Regions from separate parts of the Mus musculus genome. Here all the other regions are linked to region 2. The links are chromatin contacts, called in public Hi-C and Micro-C maps. All regions are on one chromosome and are shown on one strand. The core of a region is the stretch at or near the end of the contact, and the rest is flanking DNA. Distances in the headings are between cores, read along the strand shown. Region 1 overlaps Trim44 (tripartite motif-containing 44). Region 2 holds the start of Trim44 (tripartite motif-containing 44). Region 3 overlaps Trim44 (tripartite motif-containing 44).

What was found. Hi-C and Micro-C count contacts between places; a contact is called where the count stands out from the background.
Region 1: a Hi-C map of B cells shows a contact between it and region 2, with 1.4 times the contacts expected there. The contact joins the enhancer-like site here to the promoter of Trim44 in region 2. A contact is called at or near these places in 4 of 484 Hi-C or Micro-C datasets (B cells, the G1E-ER4 cell line, liver and 1 more), 3 of 115 datasets of contacts at active chromatin or transcription factors (a beta-TC-6 cell line, cardiomyocytes and embryonic stem cells) and 3 of 9 other capture datasets (adipose tissue, liver and pancreatic islet).
Region 3: a contact with region 2 is called in a Micro-C map of the G1E-ER4 cell line, with 2.7 times the contacts expected there. The contact joins the enhancer-like site here to the promoter of Trim44 in region 2. A contact is called at or near these places in 1 of 39 promoter capture datasets (macrophages), 1 of 15 datasets of contacts at CTCF or cohesin (CD8 T cells), 6 of 484 Hi-C or Micro-C datasets (CD8 T cells, the G1E-ER4 cell line, liver and 2 more), 5 of 115 datasets of contacts at active chromatin or transcription factors (CD8 T cells, the SCID.adh cell line, cardiomyocytes and 2 more) and 3 of 9 other capture datasets (adipose tissue, liver and pancreatic islet).

The regions. Positions count from the first base shown.
Region 1 is chr2:102,340,203-102,342,963 of GRCm38.p6, reverse strand. The region is part of intron 4 of Trim44 (tripartite motif-containing 44); the gene reads left to right. Among named protein-coding and RNA genes, the nearest start is that of Gm52521, 25 kb to the left of the region's middle. Within about 2 kb of position 1,348, at least 13 of the 459 cell types and tissues checked have an H3K27ac peak or open chromatin away from gene starts, as enhancers often do. A contact at or near this core is called in B cells, where this site is marked.
Region 2 is chr2:102,399,536-102,402,476 of GRCm38.p6, reverse strand. Trim44 (tripartite motif-containing 44) reads left to right here and starts at 1,577. Exons shown (of 5, transcript NM_020267.2): 1 at 1,577-2,464. The coding sequence starts at 1,793.
Region 3 is chr2:102,361,357-102,364,056 of GRCm38.p6, reverse strand. All of the region lies in intron 2 of Trim44 (tripartite motif-containing 44), which reads left to right. Among named protein-coding and RNA genes, the nearest start is that of Gm52521, 3.5 kb to the left of the region's middle. Within about 2 kb of position 1,341, at least 10 of the 459 cell types and tissues checked have an H3K27ac peak or open chromatin away from gene starts, as enhancers often do. A contact at or near this core is called in the G1E-ER4 cell line and adipose tissue, where this site is marked.

The sequences.
Region 1 (2,761 bases), core at 99-2,598, 59 kb after region 2:
TGGGGACAGTCCCACCATGTGAACTTTTCAAGGATAGATTGTGTCTAAGCTATAGCACAAGACTTGTAATGATAGGCTCCTGAATCAGTGTTTTCTCTAATTACTAACCACATTTTCACCATTTTGCACAGGCATTTGATTTGGACTCCAGATTTTCCACGGCACTTTGCCCCTTTATTCTCTAGCTCCTTGAAATCAAGGACAGTCACAGCTCTAGACCTTCTTTCTGCCAAAGAGAGTTCAACAAGACGATGCTAAAACACAAGAGCTTAGCAGAAATAATAGGAAGGTTCCATGGCTTAGCACATGGAATTTCTGTCCTGACAGAGCTTGATTAGGCTGAACATTTCCATTTTGTTATGGCCACATTCCGAAGTCACATTGATTAGAAAAGTGTGAGGATGCTTGCAGAGAAGTATGAGAGCCTGGCTTTCAAGTTTAACTAGGGATACTTTAATGTCATTTTGACAAAGCATGTAGTTTCTTTACTAGTAACTAAGATGTCAGGCTGTCTACCTCAAACCAGGCTGCAATGGATGTCAGCAGGATCCTCTTGGACCATGACTTGACAAAATCATTTTCAGTATTGTGTGCACTTGAGAGCATGTTCTAAATTGGCAAAAAGAGGGGAAAGGATTCATATTTTCTTCTTAACCTTTAAATCCATGCATGTTGGTTCCATTCAGCTTATTTGTGTTGAATTACCATTTGGCTCAGTCTATTCCAATTACCACTTCAGGGCAGACTGCCTTTGATCTAGAATTTCTTGCATTTGTGATGTACACTTTACAATTTCAACAAGCTGAAGAGAATTTTGTTCCAAAGTTTTCTGTGTTGCTGAGAGATTAAATGAGGGTTTGATGTGTAAAGGAAATGTACTTCTCCCTGCACAAAGAATGGCTAGGAGTCTAGGTCCCATATTCAGTTGTCCTCTATTGTGAAAGGAATAACAGAAATCCTATATCCTAGAGTCTCCTTGCTCTTGAGCTTTGACTTTCTGGGCTGTTCAATAGGAGTTAGCCAGATATTGTGCTTTTGTTTATGACTGTTCCTCACCAAGTCTTACTGTATAATTGTCTAGCAAATTAACAACAGTAGTAATTGTAGCTACTCTGCACTAAAGATTTAATGTCCAAGGTGTTTTATGTACATTTTCATTTAACCTCATGACCTATGATGTAGTATGAGGACTTAGGATAGGTGGTAGTAGTAGCAGTAGCAGCAGCAGCAGCAGCAGCAGCAGCAGCAGAATTAGGAAATGAGTATGATCTGTTTTCAGGGTTCATTTGGACTATCTGCAGGAGGTAAATTTGTGACCCTGTGTGAAAGCCTAGAGACTTCTCCCACAGTCCCCAGAGACTCACCTTGGTCTACTTCCTCTATCCTGCATTGTGACTCGCTGACGTGTAATTGCTCTAGCCTGTTTTCTGAAAGTGATTTCTCCTTAGCTACTGTCTCCAAACCTATCTGTTTAATCCTCACACAATACCTACCACACAATATCTCCTAAGCACCAACACCAAGAAGATTCTCTAGGGAGCTAAGCAAACCTTTGTTTAACATCACAGGATAGTTGCTTGTTGCTTGCTGTGTATTGACTATCCTTCAAATCATGATACATAGCCATGGCTGGCAAGGATCCTCAGTGGGTTTGGTAGAGCAAAAGTTTTAATATATAGAATATGAATATTAACTACTGTGGAGTCATCTTGTAAGACAGTCTCTTTGAAACCCAGAATGATTATTTCTTCTTCAAGCAAAAAAGCAATTTACACTTTCAGCCGCAATTTTCTGTCTTCTCTGTACTATTATGGGAGATCTGTGTTCCCTGCCTCACAGATTGTCTCCTTCTCTACCCCTGTTGAAGCCTGCTGAGAAGTAATATGTACTTGAGGAGAGGGGTGGCAGTATGATCTACTGGTGTGAAAGCGATCGTTTTGTGGGAGGCAGTGAGAGAGAGAAAAAGACCCTTAAACTCTTGTGCTTGGAGAAAAAGGAGCAAGATCAGGATTAAATTTTGATTTGCTTTTGGGTGTTTTGTTTTGTTTTTGTTTTTTGAGATTTTTTTTTTCTCTTTAAACTAAGAGAAAAATGACTTTTTAATAATATCAACTATACAGGGAACTTCTGTAGAATTTTCATCTTCAAAGTTGGCTGTTATTCAATCATAAATCGCCTGTTGAGATTGTGAATGCGAGCCATACTGCTTATATGATCAAACAGGAAGTTTGTTTGGAAGGAGTGAGAACAAGAGCATTGACCTACCTCTTCTCTTGTTCCTGTGACCAACGGTGTGGCCTTGGTCAAGCCATGTAACCTGTGTACTCTTACTTCTATTTAAATACCAGCCTCCCTACGGTACCTTTACCAAGTTACTGTACCTTTACCAAGTTAGCTTTTCGTAGGCGGTTTTCCATTGCTGCAACAAAGTACCTGACATAAATAGTTTGTGGCCCATGTGAAAGCCTAGAGAATTCACATTCACAGTTCTCAGAAGGTCACTTTAGTCTATTTCCTCTAACTTATATATGAAGAAAATTATTTTTTCCTCCTATGTAGTTTCAGAAATTTTAATCCATGATCATTGAGTATTTAGTCCTTGGACCTGTGATAAGACAGTACATCGTGGAAAGTGGTAGATAGTAAAAGTGGCTAGAAGTCAAAATATCAGAGCTAGACTCTGATGGCTTTTCAAGGCCATTCTTCAGTAGGCCACACACTGCTGCCCAGCAGTGCCAAAGTTAGTAGCCAAGCCTCTAGC
Region 2 (2,941 bases), core at 328-2,827:
GCTGCACAGAGATTAAATGTACATTAAGAGACATCAAACATTATTTAAAATGTCAATTAATCTACATTCCTTGATGTTTTTGTGGAGATCTGGAAATCCTAGCACTCTTATTTAAAGAAATCAGACCATTCATCTCTTTCTCCTTCCCTTCTCCCCACCCCCACTCCTCTCAAAGATAGAATCTATGTTTCCTTGGCTGTCTTGGAACCCCTAAGTCGAAGGTACTAGCCTCCAACTAAGAGACCCACTGGTCTCTGCCTCGCAAGTGCTTGAGAGTGTGCATCACATGCCTAGCTATTTTCCATTCTGTAATCCACTTTCCTCTGCCCCACTAGAGCAAAATGTCCTCCTTTCTCTCTCAAATACATTTTTTTTTCTGTTACTGGAGAGACAACCATAGATGGTAGAGAAGGGGATGGCTACATTACCAGCAGCCCACCAAAAATGTCTTATGTTTAAGGTATGAAATGACCTTTGAAGTGTCATTGTCAGCATTATAAATTATGCTAAAATTAATAAAGCTTACTGATCACTTCTGTACAGACTCCTTTACATTTAATCCACAAATCCCCACGAAGGAGATATTGCTATTATTTCTATTTTACAGAGTTTGGTGTTTTTTGTTTGTTTGTTGTTGTTGTCTTTGGGGGGGGGTGGTTTTTAAAACAGAAAGATGAAGTAATTTGTCCATGATTACCAAACCTAAGTGGTGGCCTTAGGATTTGGGGACTCTAGTGGATAAAGTTCTAAAATCAGGCTTTGAAAACACCACAAGAAGATCTAGCACGGTCTGGGGCACTTTAACATTGTTTAATGTGTATCAACCGCTTTCCTTTCTCTTGGTGTCGGCTTGGAATCTAGAGTGACCAGTTAGTGACTGGGAGTTGGCATCTCACTTCAAAACTATGATCCCCCTCACCTCCCTTCACCTGACACAGCTATTACTCAGAGATTCTGAACCCCTAGGAGGCCGGGATGCAAATAGACTTTGCAAACACACAAGGCACAGTATTGCTTTGGATCAAAAATGTTGCGTGTTTGCTCAGTCAGACTGAGACCTCAGTAGCCTAGAAGAACACACACAGCCCTTTTGGGGGCTTTATGGAAATCCCAGGCGGGCAGGTTCGGTGTGATAAAGAGCCTTGGGGCCTTGGCCCCTTGAAAATCCGGGGGCTGTGATGGGGCGGGGACAGTGTCTCCAGAGTGACATAAGTCCGCAGGGACCGCAGGCTAGTGGTTTTCGGTCAGGTTGACACCTCCAGGGAGGGCGTGGGAGAGGCGGGGCCCGTCGCCCTGCTCTGCGAGGAGAGATTGCGCTCGAGCTTCTCCTTCCGGGGGGGATGCTCAGCCCCGCGGGAAAACGCAGAAAAGGGTCCTTGCCGCTTTAAGTGACTCAGGAAGTGAAAGGAGGCCGCTGACGGCGTGGGTAAAGTGGAACCGGGGCGGCGTGGGCCCGCGGCGGCCGCGATCTTGCCGGGCAACGGAGGCCGGGTTGCGCGGCGCAGGGGCCGACGGGGCGCAGGCTGCCGCGCCGGAAGTGGCGCGCGAGGGACGGGGCGCGGGCGCGGCGCGCGGCGAAGAGACCGAGCGGGCGCCAGGCCCAGCGCTGACGGCTGGCCGGGCCCTCAGGCCTCAGCAGCTGCAGACGCGGCGCGGCGCAGCGCAGCGGCGCGGCCCAGGCGGGGCGGCCGGCCAGACCCCGGGGGTAAGCGGGCCTGCGTGAGGAAGGCGCTCCGCGCTGAAGGCGGAGAGCACGCCAGCCGCTAGGCCTCGGCCTCGTCCCTGCAGCCACATGGCCTCCGGAGTGGGCGCGGCCTGCGAGGAGCTGCCTCCCGACGGCACGTGTGACGAGTGCGAACCCGACGAGGCGCCCGGGGCGGAGGAGGTGTGCCGCGACTGCGGCTTCTGCTACTGCCGCCGCCACGCCGACGCGCATCGCCAGAAGTTCCTCAGCCACCGCCTGGCTGCCTACGTCCATGGCGCCCAGGCCTGGACTCCGCCGGCCAGCGGGGGAGACGACGCGCTCCCCGAAGACGGCGAGGCCAAAGGGGAGGCCGAGGGGGAGGTAGAGAGCGAGGTCGGGGAAGAAGAGAGCGAGACGGAGGTAGACAGTGAGTCGGAAGAAGAGAGCGAGACCGAGGAAGACAGTGAGGATGAGAGTGACGAGGAGAGTGAAGAAGACAGCGAGGAAGAGATGGAGGATGAGCAGGAGAGCGAGGCGGAGGAAGACAACCAAGAAGGGGAATCAGAGGCAGAAGGAGAAACTGAGGCAGAAAGCGAATTTGACCCCGAAATAGAGATGGAAGCGGAGAGAGTGGCCAAGAGGAAGTGTCCAGACCATGGGCTGGATTTGAGCACCTATTGTCAGGAAGATAGGCAGCTCATCTGTGTCCTGTGTCCAGTCATTGGGGCTCACCGGGGCCACCAGCTGTCCACGCTGGACGAAGCCTTCGAAGAACTGAGAGTGAGTATCGGGCATTCAGACATGTCTAAGGGGAACAGGATCCCCGATTTCAGATAGCCTAGCTGTGACCACATTCATTTTCATGTATCAACAAGACGAGTCGCCATGTTGGAAGCCGTGCCTAGTCTACCATTTTGGTTGAAATTGTCAAGTTGTCAGTTCTCATCTGTGAACATACAAGAACACAGAAAATCTTGAGTATAGTTTCTGACAGTTTGCAAATTACTTCTCCCTGGAATTCAGATAGGCCATTCCTTGAGAACTGTGACGCCATTTAGGCCCATTTCTATACATGATCACCGTTGTTAGGATAAGTGTTTTGACTTAGGGCTCTTGCTATGGTAACTCAGCCCACTTGGAAAACATGAGAAAGAAACGGTGATTTTGACAAAACCAAGGAGCTGGTTCCTCTAGTAGAAGACTCGGAAAGTGGCGGTACAGGTGTTGTGGTGTGTGTCTTGAGTTGTCTTAGGTTCC
Region 3 (2,700 bases), core at 92-2,591, 38 kb after region 2:
ATTAGGAGGGAGGAGAAGAAAATAAAACTGACTAGTGCGAGTATCCTGGATGCCTGCCTAAATGCCCTTACTTTGAACAGAGGTGGGAGGGCACATCAGCGTTTTATGGAAAAATAAGATAGATAGAAGGCAAATTATGTACTCAGACTATGCAAATTTGAACTCCAGCCATTTACTTGGGGCAGAGTTAATTTCTTTCCTTACCTCAGTTTCTTCATCTGTAAACTAAATAAAATGATAGCTTCCTCACAGTGAGGTACCTAGTGTGATGGCTAACTGAAGAAATACACACATCGAGCTTCTGATAGTCCTTAACACAAGAAAGACTGGGGTGTGTGTGTGCAAAACGTAGGCATGGTAAGGAGGAGTTAGTGGTGATTCAGCTTGAAGTGTGAGGCTTTAAGTACTAGAAAAGTACCCAGATAGAGAGGGTCATGCGTCAAGAGGAACACTAAGATGGGTTGCCTGGAGAGAAAATCCAGGCGTAAAGGGCCTTCTCCAAGGTTGTGATAATTGCATTCCAAAGATGGGATGAAATTGCTAAAGCAGAGTCTAGTGCTTCTCATTACTTGCAGCAATGTCCAGACACTTGATTGCCACAGCTGAGGTAGGGAGGATACTGCTGGCCATCATACAATGCCTTAGCATCTCCCAACAGCAAGGAATTACTACCTCTGAATGCCAGTGGTGCAGGGTTGAAAACTCTCAATCATAGTGATGTGTGAATAATGTGTGGCATTGCCAAGATGAAGTTGGTAATGAGGGAGCTAGAGAAGTGTCACAATTGTGAAAGAATTCAGACTAAGGGCATAGCTCCAATTCTATAGACAGTTCAGTGGGAAGCAATATGAAATTGGTGACTAATGTATTCCTTAATGGTGGGGAAGAAAGGGCTGCATGTATTACATGTCTTGATAAAGTTTGGTTAAAGCTAGGAGAGATGGGTGGTACTGATGGGCAGCATTAGCATAGGAAAAGGTTCTTCTGTGGTTTCTATACTTCTTATTTGTGCCGTGTCACCACAACTGCTGATTTGTACTCCATTCCCCTGAAGAGGGAAGCTGCTTATTTGGGTATCAAATGTGTTCAGAGACAAATCTGGATTGGTTTCAGTTTATACAGTTATATCATTTTAAAAGAAAACTATATTTGGGGTTTATTTTTTGTAAGAAAAAAATGAGTCTCTAAAATGTTTATTGACAGTCAAAGTCAGCTAGTTGTTCAGTTGTGAAAGGCAAGGCTGACTTAACATTCAGCGTCTCTGACCTTCCTCCTGTGGGTTTTCAGGGTAGAATGTGGCATGGAGCGGTTGTCACTGCTTTTGGAACAGGATGACTAGAGCTGAATCTTTGGCTTTACTGTTGTTACCAGCTGTGTAATGCTGCTTATTAGAGACAAGCACTCTATTACTGGGCTGTATCCCTACACGAAGACTTGAAACATCACTGTACTTAACGTCTTCTCAGATGTTCTCAACATCCCAGTGCAAAACCCAAGAAAGTCAGGCTTAAAACTAGGTTATGGGAATGGCTTTACTAAGAATGTTGATGATGGAATGTAGTTCAGAGTTCACATCTGCTGTGTTTCTAAACTGCTTGGTAATTTTCCCAGCCTAAGAAATGCTTTGTTGTTTAATTCATAAACAAGCTTTTTCAGTCATATATGAAAACATGGACTTGTGTGATCTTGACATTGAAAGAGGCCTACTTCTCTGGAATACATATTTATTTATTTAGGAGTACATCTTTATTAAGCCATATATATTATTATTATTGTTCTTTTTAATATGTCTTCTCTAATTAGTAAAAGGAAATAAAACCTTACTCTTCTATAGTTCAGCTAGCAAGGCGTTAATAGCTTCTAGTTCATGTCAGATACTTTGAGTGGATATTGTTTTTGAATACAAGCTTCTTTTTTTCTTTTCTTTTCTTTTCTTTTTTTTTTTTTTTTTTTTTCGGTTTTTTGAGACAGGGCTTCTCTGTGTAGCCCTGGCTTTCCTGGAACTCACTTTGTAGACCAGGCTGGCCTCAAACTCAGAAATCTGCCTGCCTCTACCTCCTGAGTACTGGGAATAAAGGGGTGAGCCACAACGCCTGGCTGAATACAAGCTTCTTAATTCAAGATTTTATGTGTTCAAATATGTGTATGTAAAGTGTCTGTGTCAGTGTACATACCTCTTGGATCTAGTCTAGCTAAGAAATATTAAATACAAGCACATAATAATATGTCATGGGATAAGATTTAACATCTTTAAGATGTAAAATCTTTATCCTGGTAAGGGACCTTAAGAGAACTGTCCTATTAAATATGGAAATAACTCAGTAAAAATTGCTAGATGCTAGAACTCCATTGCTAGATGTGATGGCGCATGCCTTTAATCCCAGCACTCAGGAGGTAGAAGCAGGCAGATTTCTTTGAGTTCTAGAACAGCCAGGTCTACGAAGAGACCTGCCTCAAATAAATTATCTAGAAGGACCTTGAGCAGTTCAAAAGTGATCAATAGAGACAGATATTATAGCAGAAAACATGTGTTACTGGACCAAACTTGACATTATGACTGTTCTTCCCCAGCGCTTCTCTTATTAACCTATAAAACAAGGTTGCCTGTAGATATTCACTGTTGTTTTCTGACCATACACAAATAACCACCAATGTTTCCAAATTATAAACAATGCTGTGTTTAAGTATTAACATTGCACC